Linked DNA regions of Mus musculus: regions 1 and 2 are each linked to region 3. The links are chromatin contacts, called in public Hi-C and Micro-C maps. All regions are on one chromosome and are shown on one strand. The core of a region is the stretch at or near the end of the contact, and the rest is flanking DNA. Distances in the headings are between cores, read along the strand shown.

Region 1 (4,876 bases), core at 2,075-4,574, 200 kb before region 3:
GTCGAGGAACAGAGAGCACCCTGAGTTGTGATTGGGTTTCAATGCTAGTTAGACAATGTGATGCTCCTGTGACACTCGACAGAGGCAAGAGGGGCAGCTTCCCCTTGGCCTCCTCCTTGCCCTCCTCCACCTCCTGTTCTTCATCCTACTCCCCCCCCCCCCCACCTCCCCTGAGCATACCGGATTGCGTTCACTAGGTTCCATCTATTGATTGCATCTCATGCCCAGTACTTTGACCTTTCCATGGGCTTAGCCGGATGTGACGTCATCCTCGGAGGTAGCGCTTGCTTTCTACCTCTTGCGGCCAGGTTACATCACTGTACTTTGAGCACCTGGTCCCCTGCTGCAGTGCCATTTTGGGAGGGTGTAGAGCCTCTGGCACATAGGACCTAGCTGGCTAATGTAGGCTTTCAGGGCTTTTAAGGCCTTGACAATTACAGCGTAGCCTTGCTTCCGGTCCTATCTCTGCTTCCTAATTCCACAAGATGACCGAGGACCGTATTCCTCAGGCTTTTATTTCCGCAGCTACCAAGCGCTCCCTGCTCGATGCGCTGATATCCTCTGCGACTGTGAGCTAATCAAGCCTTTCTTCCTTGTCAGGTCTCAGCCGCGAGAGCAGCAGTAGACGTTATTTTTTGTAAAACCATCTTTTCTCAAGGGATACTTTGTGTATTGTAGTTCTTACATACAGGATTTTTAGGTGTTTGCTCAGTGACTGTTAGAGAGGCTCTCAGCACTCCTTGCTATTCACAGTCTACAACACAAATATATTGTTTTAAAAAACAATTCCTTTCCTTAGGAAACTTTTCAGTTCTTTTCAAGGCCAGAAGCATAAGGCACATCGAGGGATCAGACACAAGTGTTTTCACTTTTTCTTTTTTCTCATTCAAGATACTTCAGTGTTTTGTTGGTTCCTTTGGCCAGAAGGTCCTCACTTGTGTGGGGTCTTCACTTGAGGGCAGTGGGCTTGTCTACCACCTTTGCACTCCACCTTATGAGTCATGTGTCTGTGTGTATCTCAAACAAACACATTTCAACAACACCTGACGCTTCTTCATTTTGCTTTTTAAAATTTTTTTTTTTAATTTTGCTCCTATATTTTGCTCTTTAGCAACATCTTTGGACACTACTACAGTTTAGAAGAACATTAACCTGCTTCATAAAACTTCACTGTTGAGGGTTTGGGGTCATACCCAGTCTACAGATGAGGACAATTGATATAATAGCCCTGATTCCCTGAATCTAAATAGTGTGCTTTTCACCAAGGCTCACCAGGGACTCATTTCTTCCAACCAGGAACCATTTCCTTTACATTCTCTCTCTCTCTCTCTCTCTCTCTCTCTCTCTCTCTCTCTCTCTCTCCCAATTTGGTTTTTTGAGACAGGGTTTCTCTGTATAGCCCTGGCTGTTCTGTAACTCACTTTGTAGACCAGCCTCAAACTCAGAAATCCGCCTGCCTCTGCCTCTGCCTCCTGAGTGCTGGGATTAAAGGCATGCACCACCATGCCCGGCACATTCTATTTCTTTGGAACAGAACAAGACCTTTCTTCCTTTTTTCACCCTTTGTAGTGTATCTTCAGGAAATCACAAATATGTTAGGTTTCAAATTTGAGACAAATGGCTGAGGTCCTATTTAACATAGCAAAGTTCTCCCAACATCCCTCAGTCCCTATGTGTTGCAGCTATGGCAGGCAAGTCCAGCCCTTTACTCAGAATTCTCCAGCTTTGGGGCTGGGCTTCCCTTCCTCCAGAGGCGCTTCCCTATATAACCCAGCCGTTTTGGCCAGCCATCTTTCTTTTTCTTTTTGGTAACCTTTGCCCTCTTGGCTGCTGCACCTGGTTCCCTTCCCCCTTTTCTCACACAGCTCAGGGCCATGTCCACTCTCCCAGATGTCTCTATCTCCCTTTTACCTACACCATACCTAAGAGCAGCCACGTCCTTTTTTTCATTCAAAAGTCATCATAATGTGTAAGTCCTTGTAAGCATGAAGTAACACTAAGGTATCAAAAGCTTTGAATAACAAACCCACGTTATTTAGCGATGTGTAAAACGTTGCTGCCATATAGTGTCTGTTCAAACAGAGCAGCTATGGGCGTAACCTACCTGATTAATTTAACGACAATCTTGTCCAAGTTCTTATGTCTTTGAATGAAATAGGCACAGTAAAGAAACCCAAATAGACACTTGGTGGGTGTATAAGAGAAAAGTTTATTCCAAACTAAGGTCATTGCTTGGGAAAGCAGAGGGCTAATACTGAAGACTGAGCAAGTAATGGGTAGGGACTTTGTTATGTAGGGTGAGCTAAAGGCACTGGAAGCATTTTAAGGATGCATCAATAGATACTTAGTCTAGGGCAGGAAATAGCCCCAGAAACCATTAAGCCAACCTAAAAAAAAAAGTGATTCTGGAAGTTTCTTTGGCGAGACTGAGAGGACTGCGGATTTTAAGAGAGCCACCCAGACCAACTGTGAGACTTGGTAGAATGGCTCTTGCATCTCTGATCCACTAGCAGACCTCAATAGTGTCAGGTCCCCCAAGAAATTCCTTTCCCCCAGGTAGGGCATCTAGACAAAAGCCAGCATTCCCTCGGGGTGGTGGTGGTGGTGAAGATAGTTCCTACTTGCTAAGTGGAGTTATTCTCCTATCTCTGGGAAAAGGGACATTTGGCTCTTCCATTAACTTATGACAGTGGGGTCTATTAGCCCGTCAAGGTCCCATATAACCCAGAAGATAAATCCCCACCATCACCCCAGCCCGCGCAGCGCTTCTCTCTGCTTTCCCGAGAGACAGCCTTCGCAGTTTGGAATAAACTTTTTTTTTCCCCTTTTCACCCACGGAGTGGCTATTTGGGTTTCTTCCCCCATTTCATTCAAGAAGTCCAGTCATCTCTCTCGGACGTCCCTGGAGACTTCCTGAGACTCTCTGGCCTTACCAGCCCAGGCGGCGGCGCCTTATCCCCCAACACTACCCGAAGGAATCTGGGCTCGCTCCAGGAACCCGCCGCCCCTGCCAAGCCAGCCCGCGAGGCCGGCCCAGAAGGGCTCTAGGGCCCGCGCATGCGGACTCGGCGGCCGCAGCCCGGCCTCCCCAGCCTCTTCCTCCTCGGCGCTCGGCGGCGGTTTGGAGCCCGCTGACAGCTCCACGACCAGCGGACGCAGCCTCGTCTTGTGCTTCCACGTTATCCTATCAGAGGCGGGGCGGGGCGCCAGCCCCCACAACCAATCAGCGCCAACCACGACCCGGGCGAGCTGGGCCGCTCTGTGGCCAGAAGGAAGGCGATTGGGCGGCGGCGGCGCCCGGGGCGTGGCTCCGCGGGCCCCGCCTACCGCTGTTTTCCGCCGCCGGGCGCCAGCCGCCGCTGAGGCCCGAGCGCTGACCGAGCGAGCGAGCGAGTGGACGGGGCGCTTCGCTGCGGGCTGTTGGCCGCGCGGGCTGCTGGGCCGCGCACCTTCCTGCTCTTCGGCTCAGGCGCCCTTGGACATGGTGGCCCCCGGCTCGGTGGGCAGCCGGCTGGGCGCGGTGTTCCCGTTCCTGCTGGTCCTGGTGGACCTGCAGTACGAAGGTGAGTCCCGCCCTGCTCCCGGGGCGGGCTTCGGGTCCCGGTCCCGGCTGGGAGCGGCGCTCCGGGGCGCGAGGCTGGGTCCGAGCCCGGTTCCGGTTCCGTGGGCTGAGAGGCGGGACTGGCGGGCCGCGCGCGCGAGGCCGGTTTCGGCGGCCTGGGCCAGCGCAGCCGGGAGTCCGGCGTCCGGGGGACCCTGGATCGGGGGTGCCGGGAGGAGGCGAAACGGCGGCATGCACGGGACGGGTCCCGGTTCCGGAGTGGCGGGCCAGGGCCCTTTCCGAAGCCAGTCCCATTCCCTCACGACCCCGCGTCGGGCGCGCAACTTAGGCTGGTGCCTGGAGAAGCCCACCTCTGGGCTCGGAGCTCCCGGCGCCTAACTTGCTGGGCTGGCTGTGGCTTCACAGTTCCCAGCAAGGCGACATTCAACTTTGTCCCCCCACTGACGTTACTTTTTCTAGTCATCGCAAAAAAAAAAAAAAAAAAAAGTCTCTTAAAAAAAAAAATAGGGAGCGCTTACGTTTCACCCTGGGCTCCAGACTGGAATGTTGGCTACTCCCAACAGAATAGCAAAAAATAGAGGCCTGTCCTATCTTGGGTGTCAGAGCGGGGAGGAGTTAGACATTGAAGCCCCAAATGCCCACTGAACTTCCCAACTTGGTTACGGTGCTGTAGTGACATCTGTCCTGGGCACTGCTCTGTACTCATTCCTGTAAGTCTGGGGATAGTTGTCATGGAAAGAGTAAACAGTTGAATATTCCATTTGGAGGGACTGAGGAACTGAAATTGGGAACAGTTTATGATGAAACCATCATAGAAGTCTATGCGGGTTTCTTTCTTTCTTTTTTTTAAAGACATATGCTTAGGTTTTTAACCATTAAAGGTATGGTTTTTGTTGGTTTTGGCTTCCTGATCACCATACGTTCTTTGAACCCCAAATCAGAATGTGTACTGTGGCAATATTGAGACCAATAATTTGATGTTGGAGCCAGCCTCAAAAGTGAGGGGATTGGAATTTGAAGGCCTGGACCACTTTAGTATGGGTCATATGTTCTAACTTTCTTTCATTTTCTAATTCTTTCCATCTGCATTGATTGTGCCCAGTTATCATTAGTGACTTATTTTAGTAACTTAAGGGAAAGTTGTCTATGCTCTACTTAGTGTCGATTTAACTTACTCTCCAGACATGGGAGTGCTTATTTTTGTTTGCCTTACCTCATCCAGGAGCTTGTAGATCAAGCACCTTATTCGAGTTTCTGTTCTTTGCAGGATTAGGACTTTTAGCATTTCATCTCTCTACTGTGGTATTTCTATAA
Region 2 (4,614 bases), core at 2,054-4,553, 220 kb after region 3:
AGCTCTCATCTAATACCGCCACTGTGGTGCCTGCTCCCCTTCCTTGCTTTCTTGCTTCCTTCCTTCCTTGCATCTTTCCTTCCTTCCTCTCTCCCTCTCTTTCCTCCCTCCCTCCCCTCCTTCCTCTTCCTCCTCCTTCTCCCCCCATTTTTTTATGTATGATGAGCTTAGGAAGGTGCCAAGGTCTGTTTATTAAAATGCTGACTTAGACATATTTGAGACTAACCCTGAGCACACGGTGTCCATTGATTTTTACTCTTTTAATTTATTGAGACATAGGAAATATTTTAATTGGTTTTGAATATTTGCAGTTATTCATGATTTCAAACTCTAAGTTATCTCCTTCACTGGCAGTAAGTAATATAATATAATATAGTAATTATGATATATAATATGAAGTCATGATAAAATAAAATTTATCGCCAGGCCTGAGCTTCTGCTCATGTACACATTTTCTTAATATACTTTATACATGCTGCTCCAAGGATGCTGTAATTTGGTTTTTTTTTTAAATTACAGCTCTCCACGATGAGAGGGAAGCTTGATTTGATTAATTATGCTTACAAGCTGTTGGAGAGGGGGAGAACAGAAAGTGGTTCTGACTTCAGTTTTTGTATAATTGCTGCTTTTTGGATGTACATTTCTCCCTTCAGTTGTTGCGAAATGAAGGACTAATTTATTTTAAAGGCAGAGATAAGATGGAGTGTCTGAGGGCATCGGCACTGAAAAGTAATAACATCCAATGCCGCTTTGATAGGATGATGATCTGTGGAATGAGAGGATGTGCTTATTAAAATGTGAGTGCTGGTCTTCATAGATAGTTTTCAGTCTCCGAGAGAACGTTCTCATGTTCCTTAAGCTGGCCTTCATTTCACTTAACTGACTACGTTTTAGTTACATGATCGCCAATGTGATCAGTCTTCGCGTCTTCAAATGCTTTTATCTTCAAACGTGCTATTCATTATATCACTAAAGAATAACAGGGATTTTATTTCTGTTATTTATTCCAACAAGCTGAATCAGTCAGAAGAATGAACGCTGGCTGGTCCTTGAAAAAGGCTATCAATGAAGAACATGGGAATGATAGTTGGCCCAATACCTTAAAAATGAAATGATGGTTAGTTAAATTATTGACCCTTTTTCCTGTAATTAACTAGCTAATACTAGTTCAATACTAGGTTTGAGATTTAAATGAAAGGTGGTGTAGACTAACACTATCTGTTTCACAGCAGCCAGTTAGAAGTGAAAGCCATTTCCAAGGTGATATTCTTTCTCCTTCCTTTTTCCCTTCCATCCTTCCCTTCCTTCCTTTCTTTATTTCTTTTGGGGATAAGTTTTTGATTAGTCAGGGCTGGCATTGAGCTCACTATGGGACTGAGAATGGATGGGAACTGCTGGGTCAAAAGCATGTCCCACTCCTGACCATGTCCCACTCTGACCATGTACCACTCCTCTGACCATGTCCCACTCCTCTGACCATGTCCCACTCTGACCATGTCCCACTCTGACTGTGTCCCATTATGACCATGTCCCACTCTGACCATGTCCCACTCTGACCATGTCCCACTCCTGACCATGTCCCACTCTGACCATGTCTCACTTCTGACCATGTCCCACTCCTGACCATGTCCCACTCTGACCGTGTCCCACTCTGACCATGTCCCACTCTGACCATGTCCCACTCTGACCATGTCCCACTCCTGACCATGTCCCACTCTGACCATGTTCCACTCTGACCATGTCCCACTCTGACCATGTCTCACTCCTGACCATGTCCCACTCTGACCAGTTTTATGTCCCATGGGGATTGAACCCTGGCCTACTGCATGCGGGGTAAGAACACTGCCCACTGAGTGAAGTCCCCAACCTACTATTTTTACCCATTTACAACTGTGTACTTCTGAGTATGGGGTCTAGGATGATCCCCTCCAAACAGACAGTTTTGCATCGATGACCTTGTCCTTTGGAGTTCACAGTTTGAGAATTCACCTCCTGTTCTGGGAAGTTTTCTGCTGACAGTTTTCTGCTGAATGCTGTACATGAAATAGTCTGTTACAATAGGAACAGGCTCCTATGTTGACTGAAGAGACTATTGTTGATAGAAAATCAAGGGACTTACTGGAATGATAAGGAAAATTAACCTTTGTCTAGAGGGAAAGAAAGATAAATTATATTTGGCATGTTTCTTCTATATTTGTACAAAATATTTGCATAGTTTTCTGCCAGAGAAAAACAATTTAAAATAATTTCTAAGCATATTTTCTGATCAAATACACACTTGGCATAGTTAGCAAATATTGACTCTTCTCAAATTTTATTCCAATATTGTTCTAGGTTGCGCCCTGGGTTCCCATAGCTCCTTTGTTTACTCCTGACTTAATACACATCACCTTTCTGGTTTTAATTTTGTTGTATTCACTTCACTGTTCATTTTAGGGGTGGGAGGGGACAAAACGTGTCCCACGGCCTTGTGCACCATATTTATGACAGGAATTCATATATGTGCATTACTATGCAAACAATGGCGACACCAGTCCACAGTTAGGGAGTCACCATGGAGGCAGTGTGACTCCATGAAGTACCTTGCTGCAGCTGGTATCTTTTTTTATTTTTAAAGATTTATTTATTTATTATATGTGAGTACACTGTAGTTGTCTTCAGACACTCCAGAAGAAGGCATCAGATCCCATTACAGATGGTTGTGAGGCACTATGTAGTTGTGAGATTTGAACTCAGGACCTCTGGAAGAGCAGTCAGTGTCTCTCCAGCCCGTTATTTTTTTTAGACACGTAAAAGGATCATGTAGCAGCATTCATGACAGAAATCAGAAAACATTATGTAGTACCACCTGACAGATTTGACTGAGTCACTATTAGTAAGAAATGCATGACCATAAAGGTTTATATTTAATTTTCAAAAGCTAAGCAGACAAGAATGTGTAATCTTTGTGGAGCAGGGGCTTAAAGTTATTGACTCACTGGTCCTAGACAATTATACTACCTCTGGCTATATATCCCCAGCCAAGAGTTTAGAATATAACACAAAACACACCTAGACTTACAGTGGTGTTAGGATGGGTTAAAGCATTATCTCAGAACATCAACAAATGCTGCTTTTCTCTCCAGTTACTAGGCAATGGTGATTTTCTGGAGATGATAGCTGTTGTATCGGTTAGTAATCTTTTTGCCCTGAGTGACCAGTTAAACAACTCAAAGTGATTTCATGGTCCAGGAAAGTGGTAGAACACTCAGGAGGGTGGAGTCAAAATCTCATGAGTTCAAGGTCAACAGGGGCTTCAGATTAAGACTAAAAACAAAAGAAAAGTGAATTGTCTCATTTCACAAGTGTCGGGGATTACAAATCCACATCATCACCAGATTCTCCAGCCCTGGGAAAATCCATCCCTGAGACAATCCTTTCTAACTCAACATTGCAAAATTGCGTTTGGATAGGTAGGCAAGGCCCCACACGTATGTACATTGTATATATTACATATGTGTAGAAGAAAAGGTGTGGCTTCTCAAAGATAACCCAGTTTACTTTGTGAAGGCAGGGTGTGTGAACTCTCTAGTCTGAAATGAAGTTGTTTTCTGCTACCCCACAACCCTCTTGTGGAAAGACAACTCAGTGCAACAAATATGAGTGGAGACGGTGACCTCGTGAATGACTAAGTTCAGTGCCTACTTTCCATCTTCACTCAAACCTTTTGGAAAATGTCCCTTCAGATGCCAGTGTTAACCCATTGTGTGTTTATGACATTCAAGCATATGTGCACAGCCACTCCAAGTGTAGAGGCTGTAGTGCATGGAATGGCAGCAAAAAGAGGAACAAGCATACACGATGTTTGTGGCTTGAGTGTGAAATAGCCCACATGTGCTCATGTGCTAAATATTTGATCCACTGCTCTGCCAGCCAAAGGTGACTCATCACATTAAACCATGAGATAGTTAATCCTTCCTCCCTGTGTTTATTTCTGCTATTCTCTCACACCAACTAGAGCAATAGCTATTAAGATACCAGCTACGGGCTGGAGAGAGATGGCTCAGCGGTTAAGAACACTGTTCTTCCGAAGGTCTCTCTCTCTCTCATCACTTATGTATGCATCTGTCTATCTATCTATCTATCTATCTATCTATCTATCTATCTATCTATCTATCATCTATCTATCTATCTATCTATCTATCATCTATCTATCTATCTATCATCTATCTATCTATCTATCTATCTATCTACCATCTATCATCTATCATGTATGTATCATTCATGTGTGTATCTATCATCTATGTATCTATGTATCTACATATGTATGCATGTATGTATGTACATATCTATCTGTCTGTCTGTCTGCCTGCCTGCCTGCCTGAAGGCCTGCCTGCATGCCTATCTGGAAGTTTCTTTATATTAGCTTTTCATACTACCCCTCAAGTGGCCCTTAATTTTTGCTCTCTCTCCCCATATTTCCTCCATAGCCCTCCTCTACCCTCCTCCTATACACTCAATCCTCTCATTTCAACCCCCTGCTTATTCATTCCTAATTATTCTATTTCTCCTTCCTAAGGAGATAAACTCTCCCAAACTGTCCCTTACTCTAAACCTAACCTCTGTTGTCTTAGG
Region 3 (4,677 bases), core at 1,504-4,003:
GTGAGCTGTGTTTCTGTTGTTCTGTGGATTTCTTGGGTGGTGATTTGAATGGATTTCAGAGTGTTAGATGTTTCTAGCTTTGACTTTGCTCTAACCTGGCTTTCCTTGGCTCAGTCTCCTCATCTCAGAAATGAGATGTTATCCATCTTCTTTTTGTAGAATCTCCTTAGAGTGCTGCTCTGAGGAGCAAATGAGAAGATGGGTAGGAAAGTGCTTTTCCACTCTGCAGATTACCACCGACACTCCCACTACTCATTTGTGTATAAAGGCTCTACTTAGCTATGGATACTAAGAATATTCTAGAAAATAGGATATTTCTCCAATAAAACAGTGTACAAAGGCATAATGACTCTCTCTCTCTCTCTCTTTCTTTTTTTTACCTGAAGTGAAATACCCCCACTCCAGCATGTGTTCTTGTGTTCTTGTGCATGTGGAGGCCAGAGGACACTTTGGGATGTTGTTCGTCAAATTCCATCTACCTTTTGTTTGAGACAGAGTCTATCATTGGCCCGGAACTTGCCCAGTAGGCTAAGCTGGCTGGTTATCAGAGTCCTAGGGATCGGCTTGTGTCTTGACTCTGCTTCCTTAGCAGAGATGCTGAGATTAGGAGCACTGGCCATCATGTCCAGCTTTAAGAATAATTAGCTCTGGAAATCGAAACCCAGGACCCGTGCATGCATTTTAAGGCTGGAATCAATCTCCAGCCTTTAAAAAATGTCCCTGTCAATTCGATGCATCTAGGAAACAATTGCTGGGTTTTACTGGGTTCTGCTTTTAAAAAAGCACAATTCCTTGTTTTGGAGTGTCATATGGTGTCATTACCAGGAATTTAAACTTGAGTGAGAGAGAAAAAAAGAGTGCAAAAAGCTTTAGAGAAGTGGAGTCGTCGTATCTAGCACCCTACTTAGGAACCTGGACTTCTACAGTATAGACAGCCCTCAGTCCTGCAGTTGCACATAAAGTTGAGAACAGGGTGGAAGCAGAGGGGGAATGTTTTGTTGGGAAGAACTCCACCTGTCTAGAACAATAAAAATAACCTCTGATGAGCAAGCTTTGGTGTTCGAGAAGGAGATCTGGATTTGAAGTGATGGTTGTATGTGGGGACTTGACAGAAGAGGCCAACACTGTTCTCAGAAAGGAACAAGTCCCGCATAGTGCCCCCAAGGAGACAGTAGGCTGGTGCGACTGGTGTGGGAGACCACAACTGGGGTCTGTGTGGCTCTGGTAACTATTGGGGCCACCTTTAGTCTGGGTCAGGGACTCACACTGCATTGCCCCAAATGTCAACACAGGGCTACTCTTATCTTGGAAATCAGCCCTAGCTGGTCTAGACATCGTGGGTCAAATACTCCAGACTGATGTGAATTGAACGGTGTATCAATGCATTATCTGAAAAACCATAAAGTGTATTTAAGCAAAGAAGTTTGGATCCTGGGGCAAATTCAAAATGTACACACTCGAAAGAAGTTTTTTAATGAAAACCTCGGTGGACAACGAAGGAGGTCTTCACTGTGGAACACAGGTGAGGGCAGCTGATGTTGCTTCTTACTGGGGTGGGAAAAGGGCGAGTCTTGAACATCGAAGAGCCCACTTTGTGTTAATGGAATGGATTTTAGGACTTATATCCTGCAGGGCTGCGTCTTGGAGCCATGGAAAGGGAGTTCGCATCAAACACAAATCTCTTTATAAAGCAGGCTTTTTAATGGTTGCTGGTTGAATAAAGTTGTAGTGTTGGACCTACTAAGTTCATAGTTGAGGAAGCTTGGAACAAACTGGAGCATCAGTTTGAGCGTGTTGGGAGGCAGTAAATGAAGTCTGGAACCTATGTACCCTGCTGAGGAAGGACAAGCAACCGCCTGTTTAGTCTGCGTGAGACTTTCTGCCATAGGGGTGTTTTATTCCTGCAAACAAGACCAACCAGGTTTCTGTCCACTCTCACACTGAGAAAGCTGCCAATGTTGCAATTTAGAGGAATCAGATCATCGCTAGCAACGCCCTCCATGGGGCCTGTTCTCGCTCCGCGGTAGCCTTTCTGCCAGATCTCCCTAGGCTCCAGGCTGAAGGGATTCCCACCCCCAGCAGCCTCCCGCGAGCCCCGCGGAGCCGTGGACTCCTCCCCTGGAAACTCCTCCGGGGCTGAGGAAGGCTTTGGCGCATGCTCCGTACCTAGGGCAGGTTTTTTTGCTGCGGGTAGCAGGGCTCCTGTCACACCGGCTGGCGGGTTGTGGCGGTGCCAGCCCGCGTGAGCGAGTGTGTGCGCGTTGCCTGCGCCTGGGCGGGCGGACCCGGAGCAGTAGTGCGATTTGCCCGGGAGGCGGCTCCGCAGAGGCGTCTTGCTCGCCGCCGCCGAGGGGCGGCTTTGCAAACTTGCGGCGGGCTCTCGGCGCCCAGGGACCCGTGGGCAAAGGTGCCGGGCGCGGTGCACGCGGAGGGCTGGGGCTGCGGGACCGGGCCGAGCCTTCGCCCTTGGCCCGCGCCCTGGTGAGCCTCATGCAGCTCCTGTGCTCGCCACCGCAGCTGCCCCGGGAAGGTCCGGGACACGAACCCCGCACCGCAGCGCCTGAGCGTCTACCGACCGGCGGCGGGATGCTCCGTGTCGCCTGAGAGCGCCGCGTCCAGGTACAAGAGGAGCCGGCTGGAGCCCGGCGCCCCAGGGATCGAGAGGAGCCCCACGCCACAGCCGCCGGCGCCGGCGCCCGTCTTCTCGGCTCCGCTCGTAGGCCCCGGCTCTGCCAACCCCGGAGTGCGGCGGGGCAGCCAGACAGCCGTTCTCTTCGGCGGCAGGGGCATGGAGGAGCGGCGGGCTCCGAGCCGCGCCCCGGAGTCCCCGAAACTTCCGAGCAGGCGCCCGATCGCGCCGCTGGCGCCGCAGCCACCTCACCTGCCGGCCTGAGAACGGGACCATGGATGAAAGGTTCAACAAGTGGCTGCTGACGCCGGTGCTCACTCTCCTCTTCGTGGTCATCATGTACCAGTACGTGTCCCCTTCCTGCACCAGCTCATGCACCAACTTCGGGGAGCAGCTCCGCTCCGGGGAGGCCCGCCCGCCCGCTGTCCCGAGTCCTGCCCGACGGGCACAAGCACCCCTTGATGAGTGGGAGCGGCGGCCCCAGCTGCCACCGCCACCCCGGGGACCGCCCGAGGGGTCTCGTGGGGTCGCGGCTCCCGAGGATGAGGATGAGGATCCCGGGGACCCGGAGGAGGAGGAGGAGGAAGAAGAGGAGGAGCCGGACCCCGAGGCGCCCGAAAACGGCTCCCTGCCCCGGTTCGTGCCTCGATTCAACTTCACCCTCAAGGACCTGACCCGCTTCGTGGACTTCAACATCAAAGGGCGGGATGTGATCGTGTTCCTGCACATCCAGAAGACCGGGGGCACCACGTTCGGCCGGCACCTGGTGAAGAACATTCGTCTGGAGCAGCCATGCAGCTGCAAAGCTGGCCAGAAAAAGTGCACCTGCCACCGGCCGGGCAAGAAGGAGACCTGGCTCTTCTCCCGCTTCTCCACCGGCTGGAGCTGCGGGCTGCATGCCGACTGGACCGAGCTCACCAACTGCGTGCCGGCCATCATGGAGAAGAAGGATTGTCCCCGCAACCACAGCCACACCAGGTACTGTCCCGCGTCTGTTGGTTTCCTGAACCCCACTCCCTTCCCCCAAGTCCTGACCCCGCCAGTCCCGCGTCGCGCTCCCTTAGCTGTTTGGCAGTGGCTTTCCAAAGGGTGGGCAGCGAATTTGGGTGAAGGGTGAGAAACCGCTGGATACCCACCGGGGGGGGGGGGTGTCTTGAGTTGGTTTCTTTCCCATGCTTCACTGTTTCTTGCCACCCCCTGTCACCTTCAGCCATGTCCACGGCCATCCTGATGTGCATTCTGCACAGTGCCTAGCATTGTGTGATGAGGTATTTGGAGCAGACACTAAAGAACAGCTATGGAATAACCAGGGTGTCGAGGGAGAGAGGTCGAGTCTTGAACTTAAATTATGTGGTGGAAATCCAAAGAATAGGGGATCCGGGAGTGCAGACATAGTTTTTCAGGAATGGTGAGGCTGGAGCATAATGTCCTTCTAAGTGGCTCTTGGATGGCTGCTTGCCAGCTTAGAGAACAATCCTCTTGATGCCGCTTTGAAGATCTACACGTGCAAAATCGTGCTCCACTGTGATAACCCTAATTCTGGAGATGGTCCTTGTTGCTGGGCAATGCCAGGATTTGGACTCATGCTGTTCTTCGTAAGACTGCCTGCCTCTTTCCCCCTTAAGCCATTCCAACAGTTTATTTAAACATTATTTGTTAAATGCCTACTGTGTGCCTGGGTATGTGTTGAGTGGATACAAAGATCTAATGAGCGAGAGGAAAGCTAGCCGGTTAAAACAGTACTGCTGTTGAGGATTGAGAAAGTTTGAAGTCTCTGCTGCCAATGCAGCTGCTTACATTATTGTCCTTTCAGAGAATCATGGGCTTAAGAACATGGTTGGTCGCTCATTCTGCCCATTGCCATCTGGAGATTAATCTGACATGCTCAAGGGAATAAAATATTAAAAGATCAGAACACTAGTTTTATTGAAGTTTTTATCTCAAAGGTTTCAAACAATTTGGTGTAAGGGAATAGGAATTGAAACAGTCAGCTCAATATGTTGATGTCAGATAGCTTTCTGCATTGGACATCAGTGAAAAGCTTCATT

The links. Hi-C and Micro-C count contacts between places; a contact is called where the count stands out from the background.
Region 1: a Micro-C map of embryonic stem cells shows a contact between it and region 3, with 5 times the contacts expected there. The contact joins the promoter of Dnajc3 here to the promoter of Hs6st3 in region 3. A contact is called at or near these places in 3 of 484 Hi-C or Micro-C datasets (LSK cells and embryonic stem cells) and 1 of 9 other capture datasets (pancreatic islet).
Region 2: a Hi-C map of muscle stem cells shows a contact between it and region 3, with 4 times the contacts expected there. The contact joins the enhancer-like site here to the promoter of Hs6st3 in region 3. A contact is called at or near these places in 4 of 39 promoter capture datasets (the 3T3-L1 cell line, hippocampal neurons, liver and 1 more), 3 of 484 Hi-C or Micro-C datasets (cerebral cortex, frontal cortex and muscle stem cells), 6 of 115 datasets of contacts at active chromatin or transcription factors (SST interneurons, embryonic basal ganglia, embryonic forebrain and 3 more) and 1 of 9 other capture datasets (liver).

What each region holds. Positions count from the first base shown.
Region 1 is chr14:118,934,608-118,939,483 of GRCm38.p6, forward strand. Dnajc3 (DnaJ heat shock protein family (Hsp40) member C3) reads left to right here and starts at 3,325. Exons shown (of 12, transcript NM_008929.3): 1 at 3,325-3,563. The coding sequence starts at 3,482.
Region 2 is chr14:119,357,723-119,362,336 of GRCm38.p6, forward strand. The region is part of intron 1 of Hs6st3 (heparan sulfate 6-O-sulfotransferase 3); the gene reads left to right. Among named protein-coding and RNA genes, the nearest start is that of Hs6st3, 220 kb to the left of the region's middle. Within about 2 kb of position 3,304, at least 4 of the 459 cell types and tissues checked have an H3K27ac peak or open chromatin away from gene starts, as enhancers often do. A contact at or near this core is called in muscle stem cells, where this site is marked.
Region 3 is chr14:119,135,512-119,140,188 of GRCm38.p6, forward strand. It overlaps Hs6st3 (heparan sulfate 6-O-sulfotransferase 3), which reads left to right and starts at 2,754. Exons shown (of 2, transcript NM_015820.3): 1 at 2,754-3,607. The coding sequence starts at 2,904.